Linked DNA regions of Sus scrofa: region 1 is linked to region 2. Evidence: chromatin contacts called from public HiChIP or PLAC-seq data. All regions are on one chromosome and are shown on one strand. Each heading gives the region's core, a stretch centred on a gene start, on an enhancer-like site or on the middle of the called end of the contact. The rest is flanking DNA. Distances are from core to core; before and after follow the strand shown.

Region 1 (3,683 bases), core at 279-2,778, 50 kb before region 2:
CGGGATCCAAGCCGAGTCTGCAACCTACACCACAGCTCACGGCAATGCCGGATCCTTAACCCACTGAGCAAGGCTAGGGATCGAACCCGCAACCTCATGGTTCCTAGTGGGATTCATTAACCACTGAGCCACAACAGGAACTCTGGCATTTGGGCTTCTAAGAAAACATTTAAAAGTGAAGGAGTCAGGGGGTGAGTGAAGATTTTTTCAGTCAGTCCTAAACCTCCAGTCAGCCTGGCGAGGCCCTGAGTCTGCTTTATTATTCTCCATAACACTTGTTATTTCCTGGAATACGTATTTTCTTTTCTTTTCTTTTTTTCTTTTTTTTTTTTTTTTTTTTTTTTTCTTTTTAGGGCCACACCCGTGGCATATGGAGGTTCCCAGGCTAGGGGTCTAATCGGAGCTTCAGCTGCCGGCCTACACCACAGCCACAGCAACGTGGGATCCTTAACCCACTGAGCACAGGCCAGGGATCGAATCTGCATCCTTATGGATGCTAGTCAGATTCGTTTCCGCTGAGCCACGATTGGAACTCCCTGGAATATGTATTTTCTTGTTGGCATGTCTTTTGGTCTGTTTCTCCCCCAGTGGAGAAATGCTTCACCAAGACTGAGACTTTGTTTCTTCTCATTTCTGCCACATCCCTGGTTCCTAGAATAGCCCATGATCCATGAAGGCCCCCAACCAATATGTGTTGAATGATTCATGAATCTGCCTGCCACCCTCTACCTCTATCAGCTGTCTGGCTTTTATGTACCCACACCTCTTAACAATGTCACTGTCCCTCTTGGGGCCAGCTGTCACCCCCACTTAAAATCTTCAGGCTCTATAAGAAAAGTATATATGTATAACTGGGTCACTTCGCTCTACAGCAGAAATTGGCACACAATATTGTAAATCAAATATACTTTCTTTTTTCTTTTTTCTTTTTGGGGCTGCTCCTGTGGCACATGGAAGTTCCCAGGCTAGGGGTCGACTCGGAGTGGCAGCTGCTGGCCTACACCACAGCTCATGATAATGCCACTGCACTGAGTTAAGGAAACTGCAACGTCATGGATACTAGTCGGGTTTGTTACTGCTGAGCCGCTATGGGAACTCCTCAAGTCTGCTTTAATAAAAAAAAAAATCTTCAGGCTCAAACAGCACCCCCACCACTCGCTAACTCTCTCACCCAGCCTCCCTGCCCAGCTCCCTGCCTTGCTATTTTAAGCAGTCTTTTAGCTTTCCGTGGGCAGTTTCTAGCAGCCCTCAACCCTAAGTTCAGAGTACAAAACAGAGAGATCACAGGCATTCGCAGTGCCTACCTTGTCCAGCTCTGGTGACTCCCCAGTGGGCCAGGAAAATCAGCAGCACAGGCAGCCTCATTCTTGGGGCTTGCCTCACGGAAACGTGGGGTCCTCCTGGAGCTGTCATTCGAGCCACGGGCTTCCTAAATAGGTGTTGGTGGCCACGAGCCAGAGCAGAACTTTCTGTCCTGCCACTGGGTGTACCAAATCACGGGAGGCGTCTGGCTCCTCTGACTTTTCATCCTTTGCCCAGCGGGGTGTGAGCGGGGTTTGCCCAAAGAGCTGCACCTGCCAGGCCTTTGGACTCTGAAGTTGGAAGCAGCACCCGTCCTGCCAGTTCTTCAGAGCATGTCAGTCCAGTCAGCAACTGGATTTTCTGGGAAACGCACCCGACTCCAGTCGCTCGCTGACAGGCAAATACCTACTTCAGAGTTTCCGTGTTGTATCATGCCCACAGAACAAACAGACCAGTATTAAATGTCTGGCCTTTGCCATCACAGGAACTTAGCTGCTAGTTGGAGATAGACATGCTTGACCACAGAGGAAACAAGACTTGAGTCATCTGCTCATTTATGCCAGGAACCAGGTCCCAGGGAAATGGCGGGGGCCCAGGGCAGGCCCTGCCCTCCAGAGGGCAGTAAACCACTGGACTGCAGTTCAGCGTGTTAGGTGGCTTGACAAGCCCAGATGAGAGATCTAACCTTCTGGGGAAAGTGACAGGAGGTGACTGGGAGGAGGTGACACAGGCTTCATCTCTTTTTTTATTTTTTACTTTTTTATTTTAAGGGCGGCCCCTGGGTCATAGGAAAGTTCCCAGGCTAGGGGTCAAATCAGAGCTATAGCCTCTGGCCTACACTGCAGCCACAGCAACTCAGGATCTGAGTCACATCTGCAACCCACACCATAGCTCAAGTCAACGTCGGATCCTTAACCCACTAAGTGAGACCAACTTCGTGGAAACTAATCGGGTTTGTTAACACTGAGCCACAATGGGAACCCCTCTTCTTTTATATTCAAAATTGATAAACATATTCAGAAGTAGAGAAAATTGTGTAAGGAACCCCCAGTACCCATCCTCCAGCAACCCTAGTTATGAACTCGTAGCCAGTCTTACTTTATCTGCACTCTAACCCAATCCCATTGAATTATTTAAAGAAAATTCCAGGGAGCATGTCGTTTTGCCCATAAACACTTTAGTATATATCTCAAAAAATAAGGACTCTTTTATTAAAAGAATGCATATGTATATATGCGTGTGTGTGTGTGTGTGATGGAATCACTTTGCTGTACAGCAGAACTTTTTTTTTTTTTTTTTTTTTTTTGCTTTTTAGGGCTGCACCTGCTGCATATGTAAGTTCTCAGGTTAGGGGTCCAATTGAAGGTGCAGTTACCTGCCTACACTACAGCCACAGCAATGCAGGATTCAAACCGCATCTTCAACCTACACTGCTTCTCACAGCAACGCCATATCCCTGACACACTGAGCGAAGCCAGGAATCAAACCTGCATCCTCATGGATACTAGTTGTGTTCATTACCACTGAGCTACAATGGGAACACCTCACACAGTGTTAGTAATCAAATAGACTTCAATAGAAAAAAAATGTAGTCAGAAAGCCTTGAATGGAGAGCTCTCACTCAGATACCACTCATTCCGGCCTTCATGAACAGCAGGAAGAAGGAAAATGAGAATGTTATTTTTCATCTGGTACAAGAGAGGACATTTTCACATAAGAATTTTGTCTCTTGCTTGAAAAAAATAAAAAAAAAGGAAAGGGGAGTTCCTATTTTGTCTCTTGCTTTAAAAAAAAAAAAAGGAAGGGGGAGCCACAATAGGAATCTGCAGATTAGGATGCAGATTAGATCCCCTGGCCTCGCTCAGTGGGTTAAAGATCTGGCATTGCTGTGGCTGTGGTGTAGGCCAGCAGCTGCAGCTCCAAATCAACCCCTAGCGTGGGAACTTCCATATGCCACAGGTGTGACCCTAAAAAGAAAAGGAAAAAAAAAAGGAAAAATTTAAAAATAAGTAAATAAAAGAGGAAAAAGGAACACCCCAATGTAAAACATTAATGAACTGAAAACTTTTATTTATCTTATTTTTTTTTTTGTCTTTTTTGCCATTTCTAGGGCCACTTCTGCGACATATGGAGGTTCTCAGCTAGGGGTCCAGTCGGAGCTGTAGCCGCCCGCCAACACCAGAGCCACAGCAACTCGGGATCCGAGCTGCATCTGCGACCTACACCACAGCTCACAGCAGTGCTGGATCCTTAACCCACTGAGCAAGGCCAGGGATTGAACCTGCAACCTCATGGTTCCTAGTCAGATTCGTTAACCACTGAGCCATGATGGGAACTCCCAGAAATCTTAATTAAATAGAGTCAGATGAGCAGAAGAGGAA
Region 2 (3,714 bases), core at 643-3,142:
GAAGAGCTCTCATGCAAGGCTGGTGCACAGGCCCTCCATCCTGCTGATGCAGTAGGCGAGCCTCAAGGCCACCTCACTCCACCCCACTCCCAGCACAGCCCCAGCAGAGCCCTCCCTAACAGCCCAGAGAAACTGATGAAAATCCCACCTCTAGCCCCAAGAAAATACACACAGGCTCATAAAACACAGAGTTAGGAATACAGAACCTCGGGCCTGGTAAGAGCAGCAGCCCCCCCCCCCCCCGCCGTGCTGAGTGCTTACTGTATGCTCGGCACTCTGCTCAGTACTGCAGATGTGCTGCTGCATTTAAGACCCATGCCTACTGCTGGAGGGAAGGACAATTTCCTTTTCTTAAACAATGAAGCTGAGGGTTGGCAAGGGTGAATGGGCAGCACAAGAATATCAGGTAGGAGGCAGAACTGAGTTCCCTGGTGGCTCAGTAGGTTAAGGACCAGGCACTGTTGCTGCTGTGGCAGGGGTTTCATCCCTAGCCCGGAAACTTCTGCATTCAGTGAGCACAGCCAAAAAAAAAAAAAAAAAAAAAAAAAGAGTAAGACTCAGCCCTGGATGTTTGCCTCCACCGCTGGCACAGAGCAACCGCTGCCAAGTGTCGAGTGGTAGTGGCTGAGTGTCGGTCACGGCCACCTGCCCCACGGGTATCACCATCGGCCCTCCTCTAGCTCCCCCACACCCCATCTAGCTCTTTTCTTACCGTCCCCCTTCCGCCACTTCCCACCACTTCTCATTAGGCAAAATGAGGAAACCAAGTATTGTGACACACAGCGGGTGGGGGATGTTGGAAGGAGAGCAAATAGATCAAAGATGCCTGCAGGAAGCCCCCAGAGAGACAAGAGCTTTCGAACCCAGACCCATTACATTCCCAAGTGGGCCTGGCAAGATGCTATGGTGTGGTGGCCTGTCCTGCTCCCGTGAGGGGCCCTCCAGCATGTATCACTCTTGATCTGCGGTGCAGAACAAGGGAGAGGGTGGAGGGAACAGGATGGGCAGGGTACTGGTGTGAAGTTTGCCCTCTAAGGAAGTAGCCTCCCACCAGCCCACCCAGACTCTAGCTTCCCTCTCTCCTCCACCCCCCACTTCCCCACTCAGTTGACCACAGCTCCTCCCTCACCCTCAGAGCAGCCACCTGTCCCTTCATGGCCTGTCAATCCCTTTCAGGCAAGGAGCAGAGAGACCCAGGAAGACTCCCTGGAGGAGGAGTCATTTAAGCTGAGACCTGAAGAGCTGATCAGATCAAATACTATCCATTGCCAAGCAGCCAAGCAGAGAGCAAAGACGGGATGGAGGGATTGAAGGAAGGCCGCGTAGACAGGTGTCGAAGGGGAAGGAATGGGAGGTCACATGTAGGGGAGAGCTGACCTGTCGCTTCAGAATCAAGCTCGGCGTCGCCAACATCCTAGGGCTGCGACCCCACAGAGTCCGACCTCAAGCACTGCGCACCGCCGTTCCACCCCAGCTTGGTTCGGTTCCACCCCCCTGAGTATCTGTGCTCACTGAAGTCCCATCACCGGGGTCGGCCAACCCCCTTCAGAAGCAAAAAACCGTGTCCCCAAGAAGTTGCAGGGTAGCCCCAGAGCACACAGCTTGGGCAGCGGCAGCTTCGGGATTCGAACCCCGGGCACAGCGTCCCGGGTTTCTAACGCTCTGGAAGAGAGAACCTGATCCGCAGCGGGGTCGGGAGGTCGGAGGGGTCTCGGCCCTTCACTCACCCTGGAAGTAGACACCCGAGCAGACCCGCAGTACTCGCGGCAGGGAGGCGGGGTCCAGGGCGCGCACGTAGTCCTGCAGCGACACAGGTTCCATGGTCCGCGCAGCTCGCGGGACCTGATCGAGTGGCCCGCTCGCCGCCGCCGGGCCCTGCACCCTCCCCTCGGCCGGCCCAGCGGGGCGGAGTCGGGGCCAGAGCCCCGCCCAGGGGCGTGAGGGCCGCGACCTTGCGCTCCAGCACGCGCCGCCTCCCTCTCCAGGACTCAGGTTCCCCGACCTCTACGGGGGGTTTGCAGGACCCGGCTCTCACATTGGTGGCACGATTTGGAGGGTCCAAATCAGGACCTGACCCCCGAGAGGCTCTGAGTAAATAAAAGCTGGTCCCCACGTGCCCAGTCGTCAGTGATGTACCCCATCGTGGAGGAAGGACGAGGATGAAGATGAAGGAACCCCCCCGCCCCCTGCATTCCCCCGGTCCTCACAGCAGAACCGGGAAAGGAAGTCCGCCCGCGCCGAGTAGTTCTGGGTCTCACAGGAAAGGAGCAGCCTTGCCTTTTGAGTCTGAGGAGGGAGGTAGAGCGTCAGGTCGCCTGAATCCCTCTGCGGGACACTCCAAGCCCTCTACTCACTGGGGACTCATTACCTTTCCAGGATGCTCTACCCTCTGGACAATTCTCCTGAAAAATTCTTCCTTGAGCTAAAAATCTGCTTAGGAAAGAGACCAACCACTTCCAGTGAACAAAGAAGAAATAGATAAGTCTTTTCCTTGTCCCTCGACAGTCAAACTGAGGTTTAAATCCCAGCTCCTCCTCTTGCTTGTTATATAACTTTAGGCAAATCACTTCAATTTTTGAGTTTTCGTTTCCTCATCTGTAAAATGGAGGAAAGAATCTTTTCTGAGCTGGTTGTGAGGATTAAGTGAGATGATACGGATATTGTGCAAAAAGCTCGATTTCATTTTTTGTCACTCTAAAAGTAGTAGAAGACTACTACACTTATCTGTGTAATTATTTGCTTAATTGCTCTTCAATCATTAGACAGAAAAATACTTCCTTGCACTAGATTCCTGAAGTTGAATTTCTGGGTCAAACGGTGTGTGCGTGTGTGCGCGCATGTGTGTGTGCGCGCATGTGTGTGTGCGCGCGCGCGCGCGTGTGTGTGTGTGTGTGTGTTTTGTTTGGGGTTTTTTTTGTTTTTGTTTTTTTTTGTCTTTTTACCTTTTCTAGGGCTGCTCCCACAACATATGGAGGTTCCCAGGCTAGGGGTCAAATCAGAGCTGTTGCTGCTGGCCTTCGCCACAGCCACAGCAACGGGGGATCCAAGCCGCGTCTGTGACCTACACCACAGCTTACGGCAGCGCCAGATCCTTAACCCACTGAGCAAGGGCAGGGATCGAACCCGAAACCTCATGGTTCCTTGTTGGATTCATTAACCACTGCACCACAACAAGAACTCCAGTGTGTGTGTTTTTGCAGCCTCGAAGGGTATATTTCAGTCCTAGTGAACAGCTGCTGAGTCTCTGCTGGGCCCAGCAAGATAAAGAAGGAGAGAGACGTTTGCAAGAGCTGAGAGCAGCAGAACACAGAGGATGCAAGGGGCCTCGGGCTCAGAAGGAGGGTTGGCTAAGCAGAGCAGATGGGATGGAGAGGGACATTTCCACAGGTTTCCAGAAGCATCACCAAGGGATTCTCTGAGCACCTACTCTGAGCAGGCCCTATACAACCTTTCACTTGTTTGTTTAATCCTCCCTGTAAGTAGGCAAGACAAAAATCATTCCCCCTTTACAGATGAGGAAACTGAGGCTCAGAAAAGTGAAGGGACTAGCCTAAGATCATGCAAAGAGAGAGTGGAGATGCTAGGATTTTAACCCAGCTCTGCTGCTCCTCCAGCAGGCTGGAGGAAATGGCAGTTCTTCGTCTCTCCCCCATGTGTTTCAGCAGGCCATGTGAATCTGCCACATTTCTTTGCAGCCCAGTTTTGCCTAGAATT

What was found. HiChIP or PLAC-seq counts read pairs in DNA pulled down with a chosen protein or histone mark.
Region 1: an H3K27ac HiChIP or PLAC-seq map of alveolar macrophages shows a contact between it and region 2. The contact joins the promoter of SMPDL3B here to the promoter of THEMIS2 in region 2. A contact is called at or near these places in 1 of 5 promoter capture datasets (liver), 3 of 47 Hi-C or Micro-C datasets (embryonic fibroblasts, epiblast stem cells and fetal liver) and 2 of 2 datasets of contacts at active chromatin or transcription factors (alveolar macrophages and skeletal muscle).

What each region holds. Positions count from the first base shown.
Region 1 is chr6:85,058,484-85,062,166 of Sscrofa11.1, reverse strand. It overlaps SMPDL3B (acid sphingomyelinase-like phosphodiesterase 3b), which reads right to left and starts at 1,528. Exons shown (of 9, transcript XM_003127737.5): 1 at 1,305-1,528. The coding sequence starts at 1,413.
Region 2 is chr6:85,009,057-85,012,770 of Sscrofa11.1, reverse strand. THEMIS2 (protein THEMIS2) reads right to left here and starts at 1,892. Exons shown (of 5, transcript XR_002344949.1): 1 at 1,728-1,892.